Regions from separate parts of the Mus musculus genome. Here all the other regions are linked to region 3. A link is a contact called in public promoter capture Hi-C data. All regions are on one chromosome and are shown on one strand. The core of a region is the stretch at or near the end of the contact, and the rest is flanking DNA. Distances in the headings are between cores, read along the strand shown.

What was found. Promoter capture Hi-C pulls out the DNA fragments that hold promoters and counts their contacts.
Region 1: a promoter capture Hi-C map of hippocampal neurons shows a contact between it and region 3, with 3 times the contacts expected there. The contact joins the promoter of Kifc1 here to the promoter of Prrc2a in region 3. A contact is called at or near these places in 2 of 39 promoter capture datasets (cranial neural crest and hippocampal neurons) and 1 of 115 datasets of contacts at active chromatin or transcription factors (pancreatic cancer cells).
Region 2: a contact with region 3 is called in a promoter capture Hi-C map of hippocampal neurons, with 4 times the contacts expected there. The contact joins the promoter of Kank3 here to the promoter of Prrc2a in region 3.

What each region holds. Positions count from the first base shown.
Region 1 is chr17:33,889,344-33,892,043 of GRCm38.p6, reverse strand. Kifc1 (kinesin family member C1) reads left to right here and starts at 1,411. Exons shown (of 11, transcript NM_001195298.1): 1 at 1,411-1,566. The coding sequence starts at 1,549.
Region 2 is chr17:33,808,807-33,811,790 of GRCm38.p6, reverse strand. It overlaps Kank3 (KN motif and ankyrin repeat domains 3), which reads right to left and starts at 1,268. Exons shown (of 11, transcript NM_030697.3): 1 at 1,226-1,268.
Region 3 is chr17:35,163,574-35,166,273 of GRCm38.p6, reverse strand. It overlaps Prrc2a (proline-rich coiled-coil 2A), which reads left to right and starts at 1,397. Exons shown (of 31, transcript NM_020027.3): 1 at 1,397-1,539.

The sequences.
Region 1 (2,700 bases), core at 162-2,661, 1.3 Mb after region 3:
AAAACCATCCGTAATGAGATCTGGCGCCCTCTTCTGGAGTGTCTGAGGACAGCTACAGTGTACTTACATATAATAAATCTTTAAAAAAAAAAAGAAACTGCTGGGTGTGGTTGCGCACGCCTTTAATCCCAGCACTCGGGAGGCAGAGGCAGGCAGATTTCTGAGTTCGAGGCCAGCCTGGTCTACAGAGTGAGTTCCAGGACAGCCAGGGCTACACAGAGAAACCCTGTCTCAAAAAACCAAAAAAAAAAAAAAAAAAAAAAGAAACATACTATTTATTTATCCAGTTATGTATGTATGTATGTGTGTGTGTGTGTTTCTTTATTTATTTAAGACAGGGTCTCTCTACAGAGCCTGGCTGCCCTGGAATTTACTTTGTAGACCTGGTTGGCCTTGAACTCAAGAGATCTGTCTGCCTCTGCATTCTGAGTACTGGGAACTGGGATTAAAGGCGTGTGCCACCAAGCCTGGCTTCTAGTTTTGTTTTGATTTTTTAATCTAAAAGATTGTTTATTGACCTGGGCATGGTGGCACAGGGTAGCCCTAGCATCTCTGAGTTCAAGGCCAGCCTGTTCTACAAATAGAATTCCAAGACAGTCAGGGCTACACAGAGAAACCCAATCTCGAAAAAACAAAATAAATATATATGTAATTTATGTGTTTTATATATATATATATATATATATATATATATATGCTTATATATATAATACGTACTATTGGGTATTATTTATATGTGTAAAGATATATGTTTATGTATATAATACATATTGTTTATGTATAATATATAATATTGGAGGCAGGAGGGGCACAGAAAACTTTGTGGCGAATTAGTTCTCACCTTCCACATTATATGAGTTTCAGGGATAACCAGTTTGCTATCCTCCCGGCCCTACTCTAGATTTATGACTTTATTACATCTCCAGATATGGGTTCCACTTTTTCTTCTTTGAGGACAGGTCAGCGCCATCAACCAGCTTCCACTTTTCGGACCTGAGAAAGTGGACCAAGAGCGACCTCGGTGTAACAGTCTCCAGTCTACAGGGTTGGCGAGGAGGTGTGCAAGTTCAGCAGTATCCGCTAGGTGGCGCTCGCTCCGCCCCGACCCCGCTCAGGCACATGCGTATTGCCTCCCCCACGCCACTCCTCCACACAAGCGCACTTCTGACGCAACCAGAGACCTCAGGAAGCCGCGCTCGGCGCTCGGGAGGGGGAGAGGGAGAAAAGAGGAAGAGCGGATCCGGAAGTAGGATCCAAGGGGTCTAGTTCTGGTGCTCTAGCGGACTAGAAGAGTCGCGACTCAGGGGGCGTGGCCCCGGAGGCGGAGGGCACCGTGATTGGCTCGCGACCGCGGCGCCGGCGCGGATTGGCCTCTGCGGATTGAAGTGCGTTGACTGCGCGGAGGTTGAAATTCAAAAGTGGCGGGTGTGGCTGATTGGCCTGGCTCCTGGACAGCCTGGCTTCGGCGTTTTGCGGCGCGAGCCCTTGAGAGGACGCGGGTCTCATCGTCCTGCCTGCTGCCTTTGCACCCTTTCTGTGCGGACCACCATGGACGTGCAGGCGCAGGTGAGTGCGGCGGAGACGACCTCGCGCCAAGATCGGAGGACGCAGGCCGGCCGCCCGGAGACCCGCGTCCCGGGGACAGGTCGGGGCAAGCCGTCCTGCAGGGGAGGGTCGCACCGCCTCGCGCCCAGGACACCAGCGGCCGAGTCAGTGAGGGCAACACACACACACACACACACACACACACACACACACACACGGCGAGGTCCCAGGACAGTCGCAGCGACGTTGGCCCGCCATTCCAGTCGTGCAGGCGCGACCATCCCGTGTCCCTTATCCCCCTCCAGCATTTCCCATTTCGAATTCTCAAGCGGATTCGACATGTTTGTGCTTCTCAGTTCTTACAGATCGCCTTGTGGGAGAAGCGAGGGTTCTGAAAGAGGCCTTGTCGCTTGTCCGCAAAGTACCTTTCTTGCTGATGACCTGTTGTGTTGCTGCTGGATCGGGATAGAGGAAGGGGAGAGGAGAAATGGGGGCATCGGCCCAGAGGATCCTTATTCCCTCGCCTGCCTCTTCCTTTTGCTCATTTGGACTGCTGACTAGTTTATGGGGGTGCCCTTCTTCACCACAAGCATCTGAGGCGTATGTGTGTGGCAATTAATGGACTGATCTCTCTGGTGTCAGGAAAGACCGGCCTGCATTCTTTGTTTACCAGCATTTCAGTCTAGACTGACTCACAGTCGGTGTTCAGCTTGAAGAGACTTTCTGGTATACTCACAGCCAAAAGGGAGAGCACTGCACTGTGACAGGTGACAGTTAAAAAGTAAAATAGTTTTTCTCAGATTTGTTCCTGCAGTATTTGCCAAGCATCTTCTGGCCCTGCACAGCTGTACTTATGTAGGAGACAGGAGTCCTAGCTACCAGTGAGCTGACACTCCCTGGGGAGACAGACATAATACAATTTGTATCTCTATTGGGAGGGAGTGAAGGACAGTAAAGGTTCAAGCAGATGGAAGGGGAAGAAGAAAGCTAGGAGGAACAACATTAACTAAGGTATGGAGAGTTAAAACTGGAAGGAAGAGGTCTGTGGTGCAGTGCTAGGCGAGCATCCAAGAAACACCTGGGTCTATAGTCCCCTGAACCAAAAGCAACGAACCATCCTGAAGTCAGTTGTGCACCTGAGGTCACCTGTGTGGA
Region 2 (2,984 bases), core at 19-2,518, 1.4 Mb after region 3:
TTTCTTCGAGACAGCGTTTCTCTTTATAGCCCTGGCTGTCCTGGAACTCACTTTGTAGACCAGGCTGCCCTCGAACTCAGAAATCTGCCTGCCTCTGCCTGTGCTGGGATTAAAGGCATGCGCCACCACGCCCGGCGCCTTCAACTTTTAATCATCCTACCTGGACCTCTCAGGTAACTAGGATAATAGGCGCTTTTGGAAAGATTCCCTTTTGCTCCCCTAGAAACTGCAGGGAACCCAGGCCACATATCACCCTCCCAGCTCACAGCTGTCAGTTCCAGCCTTGGGAGTAAGGAGTGTGGTGGGGCAAGCCAACATTAGACTGCTACACAAGCCAATGCCTCCCGGAGTAGGGCGTGTAGCTGCCCTCATATCTCCCACACTGCCTGGCTATCAAAGTTAAATCCGGATCCCCTGCCTGAGACCCCCTCATTAGGCTGTCAGAGCTGAAGCCACACGCCCCCACACCCAGCCCTGGGACTATTTCGGGACACAGAGCTGCGATCAGTCTAGAGAGCTGTGATCAGGAGAGCTGTCATCAGGAAACCTGAAGGACAGGACACAGAGCATGCATACCCGAGGTCCTGAAGAAGTTATGTCTTACTGATAAGGCTCTAGGTGGGAGCCCTTCATGTTGGGATAGGATTCTCAAACGCAGGATGGGGGAAAGAGCTAGATGATGGCAGGACAAGGGGTCCTTGAATCATCACACACACACACACACACACACACCTCCCCAAACATACAGAACCAAGTCCGCTTAGAAAAGACAGGGCAGTTTCCTACAGGAAAAACCGCTGGGCGGTTCCATCCGCTGCTATTGTCAGTAGGTCCGGGGAGTGGGGGACATCCGTTCCTCCCTCCAACACCGTTTCCGTACCATCCGCCCACTCCACCCCACTGCAAGAAACCCATTCCCAGGTCTTCAAGCCAACTCTGGGGAAGGGTCCCCTAAGGCATCTAGGAGACTAAAATGCGCACAAGTTCCTCTGGTTAGGTCCTGGATGGCCATGTGGTGGCGATCTGCCTAATAATCTAGGGTCCCCCCTCTCCGGTCGGCTTTAAACCACCTGAGGCTCCCAATGTCCAAATGGTCACCATTACAGGACACGGCGCCCACCCCGTTGCAACGCACAGAACCCATAGAAGGGGGCTAAAAGCATCACACCCCTCCCGGACACTTGGGTCCACTGTTCCCCTCCAGGACTCGCGTGGTTGACTTTACCTGAATGAGAAGCCCCGGCAGCGCCCGCACCGCACCCGAGCCCGCCCCCTCGAAGCTCCGCACGGGTTATCAAGGCTTTCACCCCTAACTGACGGCTTTTTCAGCCAACCAGAGCACGAATCTAACCGAACTATCCAATTGTAAGACAGAGTGAGCCATCTGGGCGGGGGCAGGGTGGGGACCCGCCTGAGGGCGGGCCTACAGTAGAATCTGAGAAGATCAGAGCAGGGCAGTGGGATGCTGCTCAGCCAGCTACCTCTAAATCCTGCCTGGTTCAGGAGTAAGAAAAGAGGTTTCATTCACAGGACAGTAGGGAGCTACAGGAAAAATCTAAGCAAACTATTCTAATGGGATTTATATAACGAGTTTAATTCCTACTGTCTTGTTGAAGTCGTAAGAGCCTGGATCTTGTCCACCGCAGGAACTTTGCATATATTGTGCCACTTTAAGAAATATTATCTGGGGGCTGGTGAGATGGCTCAGTGGGTAAGAGCACCCGACTGCTCTTCCGAAGGTCCGGAGTTCAAATCCCAGCAACCACATGGTGGCTCACAACCATCTGTAACAAGATCTGATGCCCTCTTCTGGAGTGTCTGAAGACAGCTACAGTGTACTTACATATAATAAATAAATAAATCTTTAAAAAAAAAAAAAAAAAAAAAGAAATATTATCTATATGTGATACTTTCCTATATTTCTAAGTGTTCAATCTATGTGCCCCTGAAATCTATGTGCCACAAGAAAACAAAACAAAAAACAAACAGAATCCTTAGCACAGCCTTTCCCTAGTCATTATCATTGCCATAGCAATGGTTTATTAACTAAATAGCAATTTTCATTAGTAGAAAGGCAAGGTTACTATCATCACCCCTACTAGACATTTTAGGATCAGGAAACTTTTTATCCACTGCCTCAGGCATACACTAGTTACTTAATAAATGTCTGCTCTACTGGAGATATCTAACTCAATGGTACAGAACTTGTCTAGCGCACCTATCACAATAGATAGGTAGGAAGACAGACAGACAGAGACAGATAGACAGATGAAAATAATGTAAATATAATAGACACATACAGGTGTACTTATAAACATACTGAGATTATAGATCAAAAAATTGTCACAGAAATAAATTAAAATTACATTTGTGAAGGTCAGTGAGATGACTTAGCATGTAAAGGTTCTTGCTGCCAAACTTGACGATCTGTGTTTCATCCCTAGGACCATGTAATGCAAAGAAAGACCCAACTCCTACAAGTTGTCTTCAGATCTCCATAGTGTGCTATATACATCAACCTATGCACATACATACCATATATCAATAAAACTTTTTAGCTGGGCAGTGGTGGTGCACACCTTTAATCCCAGCACTTGGGAGGCAGAGACAGGCAGATTTCTGAGTTTGAGACCAGCCTGGACCACAGAGTGAGTTCCAGGACAGCCAGTGCTATACAGAGAAACCCTGTCTAGAAGAAAGAAAAAAAAAAAGTTTTAAAAGTACATTTAACAACAACAACAACAGAAAAAGCAGAGGCAGGTGGATTTCTGAGTTCCAGGACAGCCTGAGCTATACAGAGAAACTCTGTCTAGAAGAAAGAAAAAAAAAAAAGTTTTAAAAGTACATTTAACAACAACAACAAAAAAAGCAGAGGCAGGTGGATTTCTGAGTTCGAGGCCAGCCTGGTCTACAGAGTGAGTTCCAGGACAACCAGGGCTACACAGAGAAACCCTGTCTCGAAAAAAAAAAAAAAAAAAAAGTAC
Region 3 (2,700 bases), core at 148-2,647:
CGATCCCCAACACCTACATCTGGGAACTCACAATCACCAGTAATTCCAGTTCAAAGAGATCTGAACTCCTCTTGGTACAGGAACCAAGAACCCAGGTGGCACCAGGAACCCACTTGGTACATATGCATATATGTAGATATGCATACAAATAAAATAAAAACAAATAAATGTTTCTAGAGTTAGGAAAATGGCTCAGCGGATGAAATGCTTGCTAACAAGCATGAGGACCTAAGTTTGGACCTCCTGTACTCATGTCCAGGCTGGGCAGATCACTCCTGTCTGTAACTTCAGCACCGGGATGCAGAGATAGAAAGATCTCAAGCTCTTTGGCCAGTCCATATGGAATCTGAGCTCAGCCATCCAAGTATCAAGATTCACTGAAAGATGAAAAGAATGTCTCAAAAAATAAAGTGTTTGCGCGAGCCCTCTGGACGTCAACCTCTGGTTTGTAAAGGCCAGTGAGCACCCACCAATATACATAAAAATTCACAGGAAAATGTTGAGTAAGTGTAAGTGTGGTGAGAGGCAAAGATTTCTACAGTCAAGTACTAAGAAACAAAGAGGGGAAGTAGTACGACCTTTAAAGCTGAAACTCATTGTTGAAGGAACATTAATTATAAAAACAGTTTTTAAAACTATTGAGCATAAAAATTAAATGTCAAATATCCGCCGTAGTTAGTCGCTGCTAAAATTTGGAAGAGTAGGTCATTCCTTGCCTTTGTTCAAATTGTTTGCATATATTATGCAAATACCCAGAACCATTCGAAGAACGCCTACTCGAAGAAAGTCAATGATACACTCCTCTGGACCCTTTGATTGGCTTGCCTATCCACTTCATTTGCATGACGTGATTTGATAACTGGAAAGCCCCGCCTCCCTGACGCGTTTACCTCTCACGAATGGACACCAGACCTGAAATTCTTCCAGGGTCTATGTAACTCCGCCCTCGACTAACTAATCCCTTCCATTCGTCGCAGTTCTTTCCGTCTTCTCCGCTGAGAGTGACCGGGGCCTAGCATCCCTTCCCTGCGTGTCTCTCGGCTCCCAGCCGTCCGCGGACCAACTACGCATGCGCATCCTTTTTCTCCCACCATCCGTCGTGTAAATTCTGCGCCCCAACGGCCTCGCATTCCGCCCGGTCTACGCGTCTCAACTGCCGACGCCAAGACGTCTCCCTAGCCAACCGGCGTCCTAGCGTCTGTAAGTCCCTCCCCTTTATGCAAATATCCTCCACACACTGCCTTTATTTTTTTAAAGTAGGGACAGCCCTGAAGAGCGGAGGGGTCGGAGAGTAAGGGCTCCGCCCCCTATGCAAATAAGGGGGCGTGCCCAGCCGCGGAGGGAGGCGGGAGGTGGGGGGTGTTCCCGGGGGCGGCGGTTGCCCGGATGGGCCGTTAGTCGGAGCCCAGCCGCGGAGTGAGCGAGGGAGACGGGAGGAGCCGAGCGCGGCGCCATCCGCCGCCATCCGCCCCCGCCCCGCCGCCATCCGCCCCGGGAAGCCTTTGAGCCCGGGTCCCGGACCCCCACGCACCCGGCTAGGTGAGTCTGGGCGAGCTGGGCGCTGACGCCCTTTCCGGCGCGGGGCGGCGGCAGCGGCGGCGGCGGGCCGGGGGAGAAGCTGCCATCAGCCGCCGCCATCTTGTCCTCCTGCCGCCGGCCTGCCCCTCCCCCTCGGCCTGCGCCGGCCGCTCCCAGGCCGCTGTGGAGGGCTGGGGGCGGCCGCGGCCCAGCAGCCTGCTCCTCAGGGCACGACCGCGCTCCAGGCCGCGGTTCCTGCTCGCGTCGCGCCCTCGGCCCCTCGGCCGGCCCGGGGCCCCTCCGCCGCCTGTAGACCTACCCTTTGAGGGGCTCTTGGTGTTTCTGGAGCCCTTGCTGCCACCCGGCGCTATGGCTCCCGGTCTTTCTTGGTCTTTGCGTCGAGTCACTCTGGTTCTGGAGCCCCGCTTTCGGCCAGCATCTTCGCCTTTCTGCGTCCCCCAAGCCTCTGCGTTCCCTTTTCCCCCCATGGCCCTATCTCCTCCTCTTCCCTCTTTTCTTCTGAGCTCCCCTGACACTGCCCCTTGTCAGCCTTCCTCAGCCGTTCCTGCTTCCCTCCCTGCTTTCTGCTTGATTCTCTCTTTAGCAGTTGAAATCTGTCTGCTCTACGGTTTTTCTGCTTTCTCCCCCTTTCATGGTAGATTTCAGATTGCCTTCCTTAAGTGCCTAGAGAGCAACCCCTGTCTTCTTTTCTCTGGCTTGTGGTAAAGTTAGTTCTCTCCCCGATTTTGGCTTTCATCCTAGGCCTGCATGCTTTCTTGCTATCTTCCATCTCTTTTTCACACTGTTCCCACCCACAAATGAATGCCCGGTCACTCGAGGATGGATTCAGATGTAGAGTTTTTCCTGCCTGAGGAGTAAGGGCTGTTAGGGGAACAAATGACTGCTTATGAAGAGACTGGATGAGGATAAAAATGGTAGTTGGTTCTGGGTTTGGCCTCTGCTGCCTGGCCCATGGTTACAGGGTGTTGTCGAGGTAGCTCCGTCATGCTGTGGTTTTCCTCAGTTTTACATGGGGTCCACTAGTTTTTTGTTTTTTTGTTTTTTTCTGCCAGCAGAATTGTTTCCAAGAGCCTGTGTGGGGGCTATGTAAGGAATAGATGGAATATTTTGCATCCAGGGGTTCTGTGGAGCCCCTGTTGTTTAGTAAGGCTTAGTCTGGCA